3 separate regions of the Mus musculus genome follow, and all the other regions are linked to region 1. A link is a contact called in public promoter capture Hi-C data. All regions are on one chromosome and are shown on one strand. The core of a region is the stretch at or near the end of the contact, and the rest is flanking DNA. Distances in the headings are between cores, read along the strand shown. Region 1 holds the start of Dkk1 (dickkopf WNT signaling pathway inhibitor 1). Region 2 has its middle 24 kb from the start of Mbl2. Region 3 has its middle 47 kb from the start of Mbl2.

Region 1 (4,079 bases), core at 695-3,194:
CCCTTTACTACCTTTGGTGTGATATATTTTTGAAGTCAGTGTGGTTCTTCTGGGATATCCATCCCCCGCGGCGGCGTTGTGGTCATTACCAAGGTTTTCAATGATGCTTTCCTCAATTTCCCCTCGAGGAAAATGGCTGTGGTCAGAGGGCATGCATATTCCTAAGAAAACCAGAAATAGTGATTAATCCTCAGGCTGTAGTTTGTTGCTGCTAATAGCCAAGACAGGAGCAGTGGGTTATACAGACACCACTGTGAGTTACCTCACTGCTGTTGCTGCCTTTCTATTTACCAAAACTCCCCAGAGAAAGCAGTATCAATGAGTGTACTGTCGAATCGTATGGAACGCCTCAGGTATAGCCATTTTAAATGCTTTCCTACTAATTGTAGTGGAGGCAGTAGAGACTTTTCTGTCTATTTTAATATTACCCTTTGGGCTAGGAAAAAGAAATCCAGTCACTTAAAAGAAATTAATCTTAAAAAATAACTTCTCTGCTCTGGGTGCTAGCTGCGCAATGCAGTTCCGGCTGCCTGGAAGACTGCGATCTCACCCGCTAGTTACTTTACTGTATAATTTTGATATTACGGAGATTTTAGTGAGTTGACTCTGGAATGCTGCTGTAACCTAGGAAGTTAGCCACCCCTCAAGTTTATTTCTGGAGACTTCTTTGAGACATTAACATTTTGTGGATCTGTGGTTGTGTGTGTGTGTGTGTGGGGGCAGTACTTCTTTGAAGGTAGTTGAGGGTGGAGGGAAAGGGGAGAAGGGATGGAGAGCTAGGGGTGTAAGCGGTACAGAGATCTCTTTTAAAAGCTGGCCAGCAGAGATTAATCATTCTAGCTCCCCGTTGACAACAGTTGTAATAGCCTTAGAGGAAAGAGAGACTGGCAAAGCCACGCAGAGTCCACCTTAAGAAAAAAACGTCTGGCTCCCCTTTCAGAACGACCTCTCCCCCTTTCTCAAGTGCCCCAAGGCTCCCTGAAGATAATTGTTTGATGGAAGGGTCCACTTTCAGGTCTTGTTGTTAGATCACAGAGGGAGGCAAGGAAAGATAAACTTTCAAGTGCTCAAACACAAGCCAGTGACGATGTGTCAGGAGAACCCTTGCATGAGCACGCGTTTGCAGGTGGCGCCACCTTAGCTTTGACAGAACCAGAGCATTTCATTTGATTCCTGGGTCCTCAAAGGCAAGGTGGTTCTAATTTAAAAAGGAGTCCAAGACTCACCATTTTTGCAGTAGTTCCCGGGGCAGCACATAGCGTGCCTCATGCAGCGCTTCCTGCGCTTTCGGCAAGCCAGACAGATCTGTACACCTCCGACGCCGGCTGCCCCGCGGCTGGGGCTGGAGCAGTACTCGTCAGAGCCGCACTCCTCATCTTCAGCGCAAGGGTAGGGCTGTGGGAAGGGAGCGGACTGGTGAGCAACTCAAGCATCCTGGTACCCACACCTTCAAGGTCCCCATCTGCCTCTTCAAAAGCCCCTTAAGCGCGCTGCTCTTAATGCAGTGATTCCAAACACACCCCAAATCTCACACACCTAGATCTTTCTGAGACCCCCGTCGGGATCACAGCACCCCTCTTACCTGGTAGTTGTCAAGAGTCTGGTACTTGTTCCCGCCCTCATAGAGAACTCCCGGCGCCACACTGACAGCAGAGCCCGGCTGCCCCCCAGCACCACCCAGCGGTGGGGGCAGGTTCTTGATCGCGTTGGAATTGATGAGAACTGAGTTCAAGGTGGCACTGGCTCCTAGCAGAGGGAGGCTGCAGAGAGCCATCATTGTAAACACGGCCAAGAACCGGACAGCTGCCGCTGCACACACAACCATCATCTCCGAAGGACGCAAACAGGCAAAGGTCAGGAAAAGAGAGGTCACTTTGCACGGCGGCTGGCTGCAGAGTCTGGACTGCGGAACCTCAACTTCGGGACCTCCGCTGGTGGAGTCTCTGGCTGCCAGGCGCACAGCTCTGCACCGCCACCGCCACCTCTGGCTGCCTTTATACTCAGGCTCCCAGCCCTCCCAGCTCCTCAGGGAAGACAACAAAGCCGGGATGGGATTTCAAAGCTTTGGGAGGAGCTGGGAGGGGGAGTGTTTGTGTGTCGGAAGCAGGGAGGACTTTGACACTCTCCCCTCGCCCCTCCCTTGCACTGTGGTCCCCTTGTCCAGCTCACCTTAGAGTGTGGGTCACTAGAGCACTAGAGCATTAGAGCCTAGCCCAAACTTATAAATAAATAAATAAATAAATAAATAAATGGCGGGAGGGTGCACTCTGTGAGCTTGAGTGTTCTGCTGTGGGGCTGGGTTAGTTCTGTCTGAAATCCTTGTCAGAGTTAAAAGTGATAGAATATACAAAACCACGTTTCTTCTCTTCCCCATATGAGTACCCTCGCTTTCTGCGCACGCAAATAATATTCAGTATTAAATACAATGCGAGCAGCCATTCATCAAAGGTTTTGTGAAAAGCCCAGGTGGCTCCTATAGTTGCTGATTAACCCTTTAGCGTTGCGATTTGCAAATGAGGTTCTTGTCTTTTAAGTTTGTCTAGTTGCTTCCCCACTTCCCACTCCCTCCCTCCCCCCACCCAACCCTACACACACCAGGAGAAAAAAAAATGTGCAAAGACAAGAAAATTTGCACATCAAATGAGGATGCCAAGGGAAGAACTAATTCGCTTTTGATGGTGAGTTTGGGGGGGTTGGGGGTGGAGGCGAGAGACTGCCGTTTGGAAATTAAATCAGGGATGGAGGGGAGAGGGAAATAGGCACCCGATAATCAAACTATTTAATGTGGTTCTTTGAATCTGGTCAATCCCAGCAGTAGATGAACTTGATTAAGCAGACACATGAGATCAAAGTGGCTCTGAGCCAGAGCGGACAGGGTCCCTGAGCCTGGTCAGTCCTCTTTCCCTGGTTCCCTGTTCCCAGCGGTGGGTTAATAGAAGAAGATAAGAAACCCGAAGGCTTAGCTCCCGGCTTTCTCATTAGTGTTTCATATCGCTGAGCAGGAGAGGGCTTGCTTTTGATCCCAAATCAAACCTCGTCCAGGACAGGACAGGACAGGAGGAATAACCCTCTAGGGAGATAACAGAGGACCTCCTGGAAAAGAAGTGCTGAACCTAAATCAGAGAATGAATTTGAAGGGGTTTCGCCCAGTGTGTAAAATAAGAAACAACATGGACATAAGAATGCCGTGCTTATAAATTAGCGGTAATGTATGTAATAATGACTTTTATTAAAGTCAGTCTTTTATCCAACCATCACAGTGCTAAAAGAGACAGTTGTCATGAAATAACAAAAGATAAGAAATGTGAATGGATAATGTTTAAGAACAGATCGATAAATCTGAGACCACAAGCAACTGTTGTATGAGACTGAAAAGGAAGAAATGATCTGAAATCCTTGTTGGAGAGGGTGAGCTGAGATGTCCTTTGTAGCCCCTTAGCTTCTGGATCTGCTAGAATTATTCACGACACCGCTTTATCTATAATAGTTATTCTTAGGAAGCCCCCCACCCCCACAATAGCCAATGACAGTCTTGTACAAATATAACCCTGAAGTTGAGCTAGGAGGGATATTATGAACAATATTTAAATATCTGTTTGGTGGATTTCAGAACTTAAGTGTCTTCCAAGTAACTTTTAATGTTGCCTCAATTCTACCCCAAACTCCATTCATCCCGAAGAATTTCCTGTGGTTTGTTGAAAGTCTAACATGGATTAAATCCTATGTACTTATCTGGCTTTTATTAGGAATATGTGCAATTGTGTAGCAAGGCTAGTTACCCACAGATCTTTAAAATATTTGAAAACAATGAACAGGTTTTAAAATTTTGTTTAAAAGTGAATATTAGGAATAATAAAGGGGGACAAATAACTAACAATAAATCAGATTTTCCTGGCTCCACGCAGACCTACCAGTCAGTGGATCTGAACCTTGCATAGATGCCGGGAGATGGTGGAATAATGTGGTGGTGGTGGTGAGCTCATATTATCACATTCAGCATACTACTAGCAATGTCAATGATCAACGTGTTAAGTATCTTTTCCTAGAAATACACATATGTGCCACTTCTCTCCCCATAT
Region 2 (4,079 bases), core at 902-3,401, 290 kb before region 1:
TTATAGTAACACAGAGAAAATCCTAGCAATGTAAGTGACTATTGTTCTCAAAATAAAAAAACATGTGTTTTCCGTGTATTATGACTGAAGAAAAAAACAAAACAAAACAAAATGCTTCATCCAGACAGGCATAGTGGCCCATTCCACCAATCTCAGCACTCAGGAGGCAGAGTCAAGATCTCTGGGAGTTCAAGGCCAGCCTGATCTACATAATGAGTCCAAGACTAGCTAAGACTACATAGTAAGACCCTGACTCAAAATAAAAAAAACAAAAATGCCTCTTTTCAATTCAAATATACTGTAAAAGTCACTAATTTAAAGGAAAAATCTTTGGTTGTTTTTACCATTATTATATGATGTTGGCTGGTGTGGAGCTGACCATGTAGGGCCTCAAATGTCATGAGAAGAGGTATGATAAAAGTGGGTGTCACCAATGCAAGTGTGTCAGTGAGCCTGTTTACTTAAACTTCCTTAGCCCGAAGATATTCACCTAGGAACAAAGACTAAATAAATACAAAAGCCATCCCTGCCAGTTGGGGGGGGGGGGGGATGTTCTGAGCATTCCTCAGAGGATCAATAGGGACACATTGCAGGCCTGTCTTCCTCTTTCAACTACCTTGGAGCCTCAGGCTATGTTTGTATCTGTCAGTCTGGATTCACAGACAGAAACCTAGCAGTATCTGTCCCCTGAGAGGCTCCACCCAGCAGCTGACTGAAGTAAATGCAGAGACCCACAGCCAAGCATTAGAACAAGTTCAAGAAGTCTTGTGGATGAGTTGGGGGAAGGATTGAGAAACTTGGAGAAGACAGGCGCTCCACAAGAAAAACCAACAGAATCAACTTGACCTGGAACCTTGGAGGCTCCCAGAGACTGAACCACCAACCAAAGAGCACACAAAGGCTGGACCTAGGCCCCTTACACAAATGTCACAGATGCTCAGCGTGGTCTTCATGTGGGTCCCCCAACAACTGGAGTCTGAGCTTATCATGACTTTGTTGCCTGACTTGTAGATCCTGTTTCCCTAAGTGGGCTGCCTTGTCTGGCCTCAGTGGGAGAGGATATACCTAACCCTGCAGTGACTGGAGGTGCCAGGGTGGGTTGGTACCCAGGTGGGGACCTCTCCCTTCTCAGAGGTGAAGGAGAGGGGTGGTGGTGGGGCCATGTGAGGGAGGGACTGGGGGACGGTGCTGCAGTTGAGATGCAAAGTGAACAAATAAATTAACAAATGGAAAAAAGACAAAAAAAAAGAATTATTTTAAGGAATAATATGGTTCATAACAGATGTTCAGTAAAATTACTTTTCCTATTTGTGATAGATGCATCAACATAATAGAGGCTTCCTGTGAAGTGTCCGTGGATTCAGAGACAGGAAGCTTTCCTAAATGTTTTCATATTATGTTATCAGGAGGCATCAAAGCCTAAAGAAGGCAGTGAAGTCAGTGAGAAACAGCATCATTCTTCAGTAGAGCAAAGAGTTCAGATTTCAGTTGTGTCTTTTTAGTGTCCTTGCCAACGTACTGACGTTCTCTGTAAAGGTTTCCTCTCATGTAAACCGAGGTAATCGGAGGCGCTTCATACAGAGCTTGACAGGTGAGGATTTTCCACACAAGGTGGTAAGTGTGATTATTAGATTATAAATGTAAAGGACGTGTGAACCAGGGCCTCACAATTCCAATCTCGATGGTTTTTGTCTTTCACTTCCAGATGTCTGAAGCATTGAGTCGCAGTGAAGCCTCCATAGTTCATGTGCTTTCATTTCCCACTTTTGCTTAACGTCGGTAGCATCGAGGAGTCTTACTGTAAGCCTTTAAAGAGAGAGAGAGAACAAAATCCCCAATTCGTAGCTACTATTTCAACAAGTGGCTCCTTAAAAAAACAAAACCAAACAACCCCCCCTCCCCCAAAGCAAACCTTAGTTTTTACATTTTCAGTTTAAAGTTGGAGCTCATTAATCATTATCTGTGTCCATGTTCAAATATGAAGATTGTCCTACTGCTACAGTCCTGGGAGGGAGGGAGGGAGGGCCCTTGGGTTATTATAAAGCTGGAAGGCTATGGTGTTTAGTTTAAGCTAATGAAGGGAGCCTTGCAGTCAGGATGTGGAGTCACTCCCTGTGGCGAGGCTGTTAACTGGCCAGGAATGAGACATGTTTATAATTAGAGAAGCATTAGGTGTTAGTGATCTTGGCGACCAGGGAGCCTGTGCCCAGTGGACTAGTCAGGCTGGCTATTTCCTCTATCCGTCAAAGTCAGAAGCAGTGTAATGAGGGGTGGACGAGTAAATTCCTCGGAGCTGAAACTATCTATTAAAACATAACTACAGTTTCCGAGGAATAGCTTTGGAAATGACACAGTCTAAGAGCAAAATAGAGTAACAATACAGCAAAGCATTAGCCTGAAAGGTAGGCAGGACAGGGCAGAGACAGAATTCTCAGACCCATGAGGAGCAGAGGAGGAGTGTATGGTTTTGTTCCCCTTAACATTTCTTTTTCTGGGAAATAGGAGAGCCAGGAAAGTGCTTTTCCAGAAAATACATTTGTTGAAAGCAGAGAAAGTTGTCAAATAACTCCACGTTCTTCTGAAAATGTAGGCTCTGGGAAAGATGGAGGAATGCTAATTATTTTTCCTCCCCCTCCTCCTCTTCCTCCTTCTCCTTCTCCTCCTTCTCCATCTTCTTGTTCTTCTTCCACAGAGGAGAACACCAAAGTAGAGGATTGTAGGGATAATTAGTATCATGAAACATCGTTAATAAAAATACACTATATACATTAAAATATTTCTATTTTGTCTGTCTTATTTGGTACTTACTCCTAAATGAAGTAGTGACTTACTGTATTTTACACGAGTACCCGATTGTCACACAGCAATGTCTGCCCGTGACTCAGGTGTCTCCAGGCCCTGTGCTTGTAATAAATACATATGATACACGTTTCTCAGATCTCATCTATGCTGTGTTAATGCATGTTCCATGGAATTGTAACAGACACTTAGAAGTGGCCTTTGCAAAATTATTTTAGGGGCTAGAGAATTGGTTGAGTAGTTAAAAACATCTGCTAACTTTTCAGAGAGAGAGAGAGAGAGAGAGAGATCGAGCATGCAGCCCCCCCCCCCCCCCCGCATGCACACACACTAACTTGAATACCCACTTAGGCCTATCAAGAATTTAATAAAGCAGATTAAAAGCCTGGCACTTCTGTCTTTTTTTTTAAACCTGTATCTTGGCTTAAGGCATAGACGTAAATTACTATCTTAACTTTCTTCCTCAGTCACACTGAATTTCAGAACAAACCCTCCTAGGACAGACTGTCCTCTCAGATGAGGACAATTATCCCTGGAGACAAGGTTGGCCCCTCAGCAATGAACAGATCGATTATTTAACAGTTCCTGGGCTGTCAGAACTGAGACAACGATGATGAATCAATGACAGGCAGGACCACACGTCTGCTAGGACGACCTCTTGCCTTTGAAGTTAATCCTCACATCAGCATCTGGAAGATGGACTTGGGTCACTAGACCGCTTTATTTGTTCTTCTTCCCAGTGTGGTCACATCCAATGGCTCCCTTTCTGCTTGTCACCATGACTCATTTCTTTAATTGGCGTATAGGGACCAGCACTTTAGTCTAGATTATTGGGGCTACTAGAGCCCAGATTTTAACCTTCAAAGTTGTGCTTCTTCTAATCAGCTAGGCAGTATTGTAGGTTTTAAATACATTTATATGCATTCTTTTGCTTGTATTTGTGGAAATTCAAAAATAAGTTTTAAAAATGCCCTGTAAGGATAAAGTCACTTAGAACTAAGGCGTCAGGAGCAGTGGAGAAACATCTGGAGACACATGCTCCCTCCTTGTATCTACAGTAGCTTGAAGGTTTTGGTCTGAGATCTCTCCTGAGGGGAAACCAAGAGTCTCAACTTCACCACAGGAAAAAGTGACCTGGATGATGTGCCCATGCGAATCAGTCTTGGAGTTCACCAGGAAGCATGGATTAAGCATGGAGAAGAGCCCAGGAAAAGAACAAGACACTCCGAAGTGTGGGTGTCGGGTTATTAAGAGAGAGTTGGGAAACTCAGAAAGCAGCC
Region 3 (4,079 bases), core at 559-3,058, 270 kb before region 1:
TCCAGGCGAAACTGTTGTGATGGTTGTCAGGAGGGACTGATCCTGTGATGTCAAGGGAGAGTCGTGAAAAAACTCTCAATCATTTCACCTAGAGCTTTATAGCAATTAAAGCTGAAAATGATTCTCCAGTACAGCACAACTCTCCTGTCTTCACCTCATCGAACCCCTGTCCTGTTTAGCGAGAGGACTTGCTTCATCTTCAAGTTCCTCCTGATATGCACCTGCTGAATAAATCCTCCAGTCTCAATTTGATGCAAACCACTTTTTTCTTCCTTCAGTCCCATAGGTCAAGGGTTATTACGATCTAGTGTGAAATGTCAAAGCCAGACAAGGGGCGTAACATGGCGCTGGCGTCTGAGTATGGGCTGGATAAGGAAAACGTTTGTACAGAAGTTATTTACAGATCTGATTTGTGGATTAGAAGCCCTGGAGGCTGCAAAGGCATTGAATATATATATATATATATATATTTTTCTGAGTCCCCTACTATCAGAACAATATCAGGTCCATAGTGGACACAGACATGATTAGGCATTGTAGTAAGAGAAAGTTAGGAACATGAACTTAGAAAACTTATTCATTCTAAAATTGCTGATATTATCTGAACTCCAGTAAGGGAAATATTTTTTGTTCTATTACAAGATGAGATTCTCGGTGTTTTCCTTGATGAGTGGACTCTCATGTTCTGTGAATGGCAATCTCAGGGATATCACGTCCTACGCTAAAGAAATACTTAGCAGTAAGGCACAAGCCTATGTAAAATAAACATCCAGAGGCCTGCAGAGGGTAAATGGTAACCTGGAAATAATTATCCTATTGTTAAAGAATAAATAACATATGAAAAATGTAAGGGGCAGGGAGGGGGGAACTTCCTCCTGTGCATCATTTAATTTTTTTTAAATTGATGAATCAACATCGAAATGCCCTGTAAGTTAAAGCAGCAGTCTAGTAAGTCTTTGCTATCTAATATTTTAAGTAATATTATGACTTTAATAATTTAAAGTCATATTATTACTTTATTTAATTATTTAATAATTTAAGCAATATTATTTTGTGATTCACTTTTATTACCTAAAATTGTTCACTAGAATAGTAAATGATAGTAATTAATATTAATCTTCAACGTTTACAATTTAAAATTGTTCATATTGTAAATTCAAAACAAGTTAAATATATAAGATAGAAATTAACATGTATATTTATGTAGGTGATAGGTTACATACATAGACGTGTATATGCACGTAAGCATATATCTGTGACTACGCGTATATAATGTCACACATATATGTAACACTTCAATCCAGGGAAATGCTGGCTTTATTTTATAGGTTCATTTTCTTCCCTTTCTGCCCTCCTCTCTGCCTCCGTCCGTCTGTCTCCTTTTTATTATTTCCCAAGCTTTCTGAAGAGGGCGTCTAGACCACTACCACTTCCTCCCTTAGTCTTCCTCCCACCTCAGTCTGGTTTTTGTCTCTACCACCCCACTGAAACTGCTTTCACCCCGAGCCTTGGCCATTAATCCAGAGGGGGGAACTTTTGGTTCTTAACTTACTTGACAGCCAGGAGCATTTAACACCCTCTCAGCCTGCTTGAGCTGTCTTTCCTCGGAACATACTCCTAACGTAGACGCTACACTTCCTTTGCACATTTCTGCCTAATTATTTGGCCCTATCTTAGGCCCCATTCCCTTTTATTCTTCCCTTTTCATAATTGTTAAAGAGATTTTTGTTGTCCTGTGGTTTGAATGGAGACAGTCATCATCTTTGACCCCTCCACTCTCTGTCCTCTTACCCAACCAACTAAATATATCTTCTCCCTGTCCTCACATCCCTTCCCACTGCTGCTATCTTAGTAAACACTCTCATTATCTTTCACCAAGTGATTACGAGAGCATCCTAATTAGTCTCTCTTTTCCTGCCAGATTCCTGGCCCTCCATCCATCATAACTGCCCCACTGTGATAGTATTACAACCCATTCAGTGGCTTCCCGCTATCCACAAGACACAGCCCAGGCTCTTTGGGATAGATAATGTACCTGGCTTTTTCTTTTTTAAAAAAGTTAGACAGCACCTTCTTCTTCATTCATACACATAACACTGAGGTATCAGGCTCCCTCTTATTTCTCACCGTTGTCCTGGTCTTCCATGCCTATACCACTGCACAGATCAGCTCTTTTGCTGCCTAGACCAGATGCCTCCTTTACTCTGGAAACTGAAATCACCTATTTGCACTTTATTAATTTGGTTTTCTATACATCTCTTAGGATAATTTAGAAATGTCATTGTCCATTCGTCTTTTAATTGACTGTAAGTGGATGCTTTGCCTGTCTAAACTTCTGATAATATTTCTCCACAAACTTACCCCCATATCCATTACTAAACTGAAGTGTCTTTTGTAAAAATCTATACTTTCATTTATTTTCCCTTCTTCCTTAGTATCTAATTTTTGTTTACTCCTGTAACTTCTACCTGTAGGAAAAAAAAACTTTAATTGACTCACAGGTGTCTATTCTGCAACGTTACAACTTTACTCTTTTGGATTTTGGTTTTTCAAGATAGGATTTCTCTGTGTAGCACTGGCTGCTCTGGATCTCACTCTGTAGATGAGGCTGGCTTCAAAGTCACAGAGATCCACCTGCCTCTGTCTCCCGAGTGCTGGGATTAAAGGTGTGCACCACCACGCCCAGTCACAACTGTACTATTTTTGTCTACTTCAGTGTCCACACTTCCGTATTTTACCTCTTTTTCTAACTTATCTCAAATCATCTATATCTTGCAGACAGAACTGTACTTCTAACCTTAAATGGAACACTTTATATCCTTCATAAACTCTTCGAATGGCTTTTGATAGTCAAGAAATAGCCTTACCCCAGGGAAGAGGCAGTCCCCACAAGTTGCCTATCCAACACCAAGTGGTCAGCCCATGCAACATGCAAGTAGTATTATATGAACTAAGCAGGTTGCATTTATATAACTAGGCATATATGTCAAATGTAACAATAAATATATATGAAGAGAACAATATATATATCATTTATTATATATATTACATAACAATAATTTTTTTAAAAGAGGCCATAAATTTGAAAGATAGTAAACATTGATCTGAGTGGTTACAGAGAGGAAAAGCAAGGGACAAGAGTGTAATTATATTTTAACTTCACAATTAAAAGTATTGAGTGAGCCAACAGTACAAATTCATTTACATGGCTCTCACGAGCTCTTTGCTTCTGGGTCCCACTGGAAAGAGACTTATGTTTGTACCATTTCTCTTCTGCTTCAAACCCTGCATCAGCAACTGGGCATTGGAACTAGATCTCTTCATAAATTTATGTTAACTATCATTTTCTTTTATTTCTGGAAGGTGAAATGTAATAATAAGAAATTAAAAGGTAAGACTGCAGAATAACAAGCTTAAAATTTAGATGTAGGTTTAAAAAAAACCTAGCAGATGTCCATTCATATTCTCTGTGTAGCTATTCAAAGGAAAGAAAATCTAAGACTTCACAAAATGGCTTGATGGCTAAAAATGTAGTGATCGTTCCTACGAAAACATAGATCACCTCCTTCAGGTATAAATTGCAACTTAGAAAGGATTACTACCAGCTAGTGGATAGTGCCATTTTTCTTTAGTCAGTTATTAATTATTTTCCTAATGCGAAAAAAAATCTATAATTACAGATATTTCAATTTTTGTCTTTAAATGAACTCAGAAACTCTTGAGTTTTCTCAGTTAATGTATTTTCCTTCTGTGTTATCCTTTCCCCACAGAGCATCATACGAAGCAAATTTATGTCTTGGGTCTTGGCAATGCTCCAGAGACAACATTACCAGCAGTGACTTTTTTTTCTCCAAAAATTCAGAGAATGCAGGGTGAGCTTAATCTGGGCTCAGCTGATTACATGTTTGTAAAGCCTCTGCTGCTGTTGCTTCCCTCTTCTGTTTATTTTTAACACAAACGTATATGCTCTACCCACTGCGGTGCAACCACAGCTACAACCCTAAACTTCTCGGGACTTTACCTCTTGCATTTATTTATCCAGCGCCCAACAAAGATTCACTGAGTTCTTGCGTGCAGTA

The links. Promoter capture Hi-C pulls out the DNA fragments that hold promoters and counts their contacts.
Region 2: a promoter capture Hi-C map of the HPC-7 cell line shows a contact between it and region 1, with 20 times the contacts expected there. A contact is called at or near these places in 24 of 39 promoter capture datasets (the 3T3-L1 cell line, the C10 cell line, the HPC-7 cell line and 16 more), 253 of 484 Hi-C or Micro-C datasets (the 3T3-L1 cell line, 3T3-L1-derived adipocytes, the AML12 cell line and 126 more), 66 of 130 datasets of targeted methods (CD8 T cells, the G1E-ER4 cell line, the NIH/3T3 cell line and 35 more) and 6 of 9 other capture datasets (adipose tissue, embryonic stem cells, embryonic tail and 3 more).
Region 3: a promoter capture Hi-C map of the HPC-7 cell line shows a contact between it and region 1. A contact is called at or near these places in 11 of 39 promoter capture datasets (the C10 cell line, the HPC-7 cell line, cranial neural crest and 6 more), 2 of 484 Hi-C or Micro-C datasets (bone marrow-derived macrophages and embryonic fibroblasts), 15 of 130 datasets of targeted methods (craniofacial prominence, embryonic basal ganglia, embryonic forebrain and 9 more) and 1 of 9 other capture datasets (macrophages).

What each region holds. Positions count from the first base shown.
Region 1 is chr19:30,547,552-30,551,630 of GRCm38.p6, forward strand. Dkk1 (dickkopf WNT signaling pathway inhibitor 1) reads right to left here and starts at 1,945. Exons shown (of 4, transcript NM_010051.3): 1 at 1,583-1,945; 2 at 1,227-1,395; 3 at 12-161. The coding sequence starts at 1,828.
Region 2 is chr19:30,254,395-30,258,473 of GRCm38.p6, forward strand. No RefSeq gene overlaps it. Among named protein-coding and RNA genes, the nearest start is that of Mbl2, 24 kb to the left of the region's middle.
Region 3 is chr19:30,277,458-30,281,536 of GRCm38.p6, forward strand. No RefSeq gene overlaps it. Among named protein-coding and RNA genes, the nearest start is that of Mbl2, 47 kb to the left of the region's middle.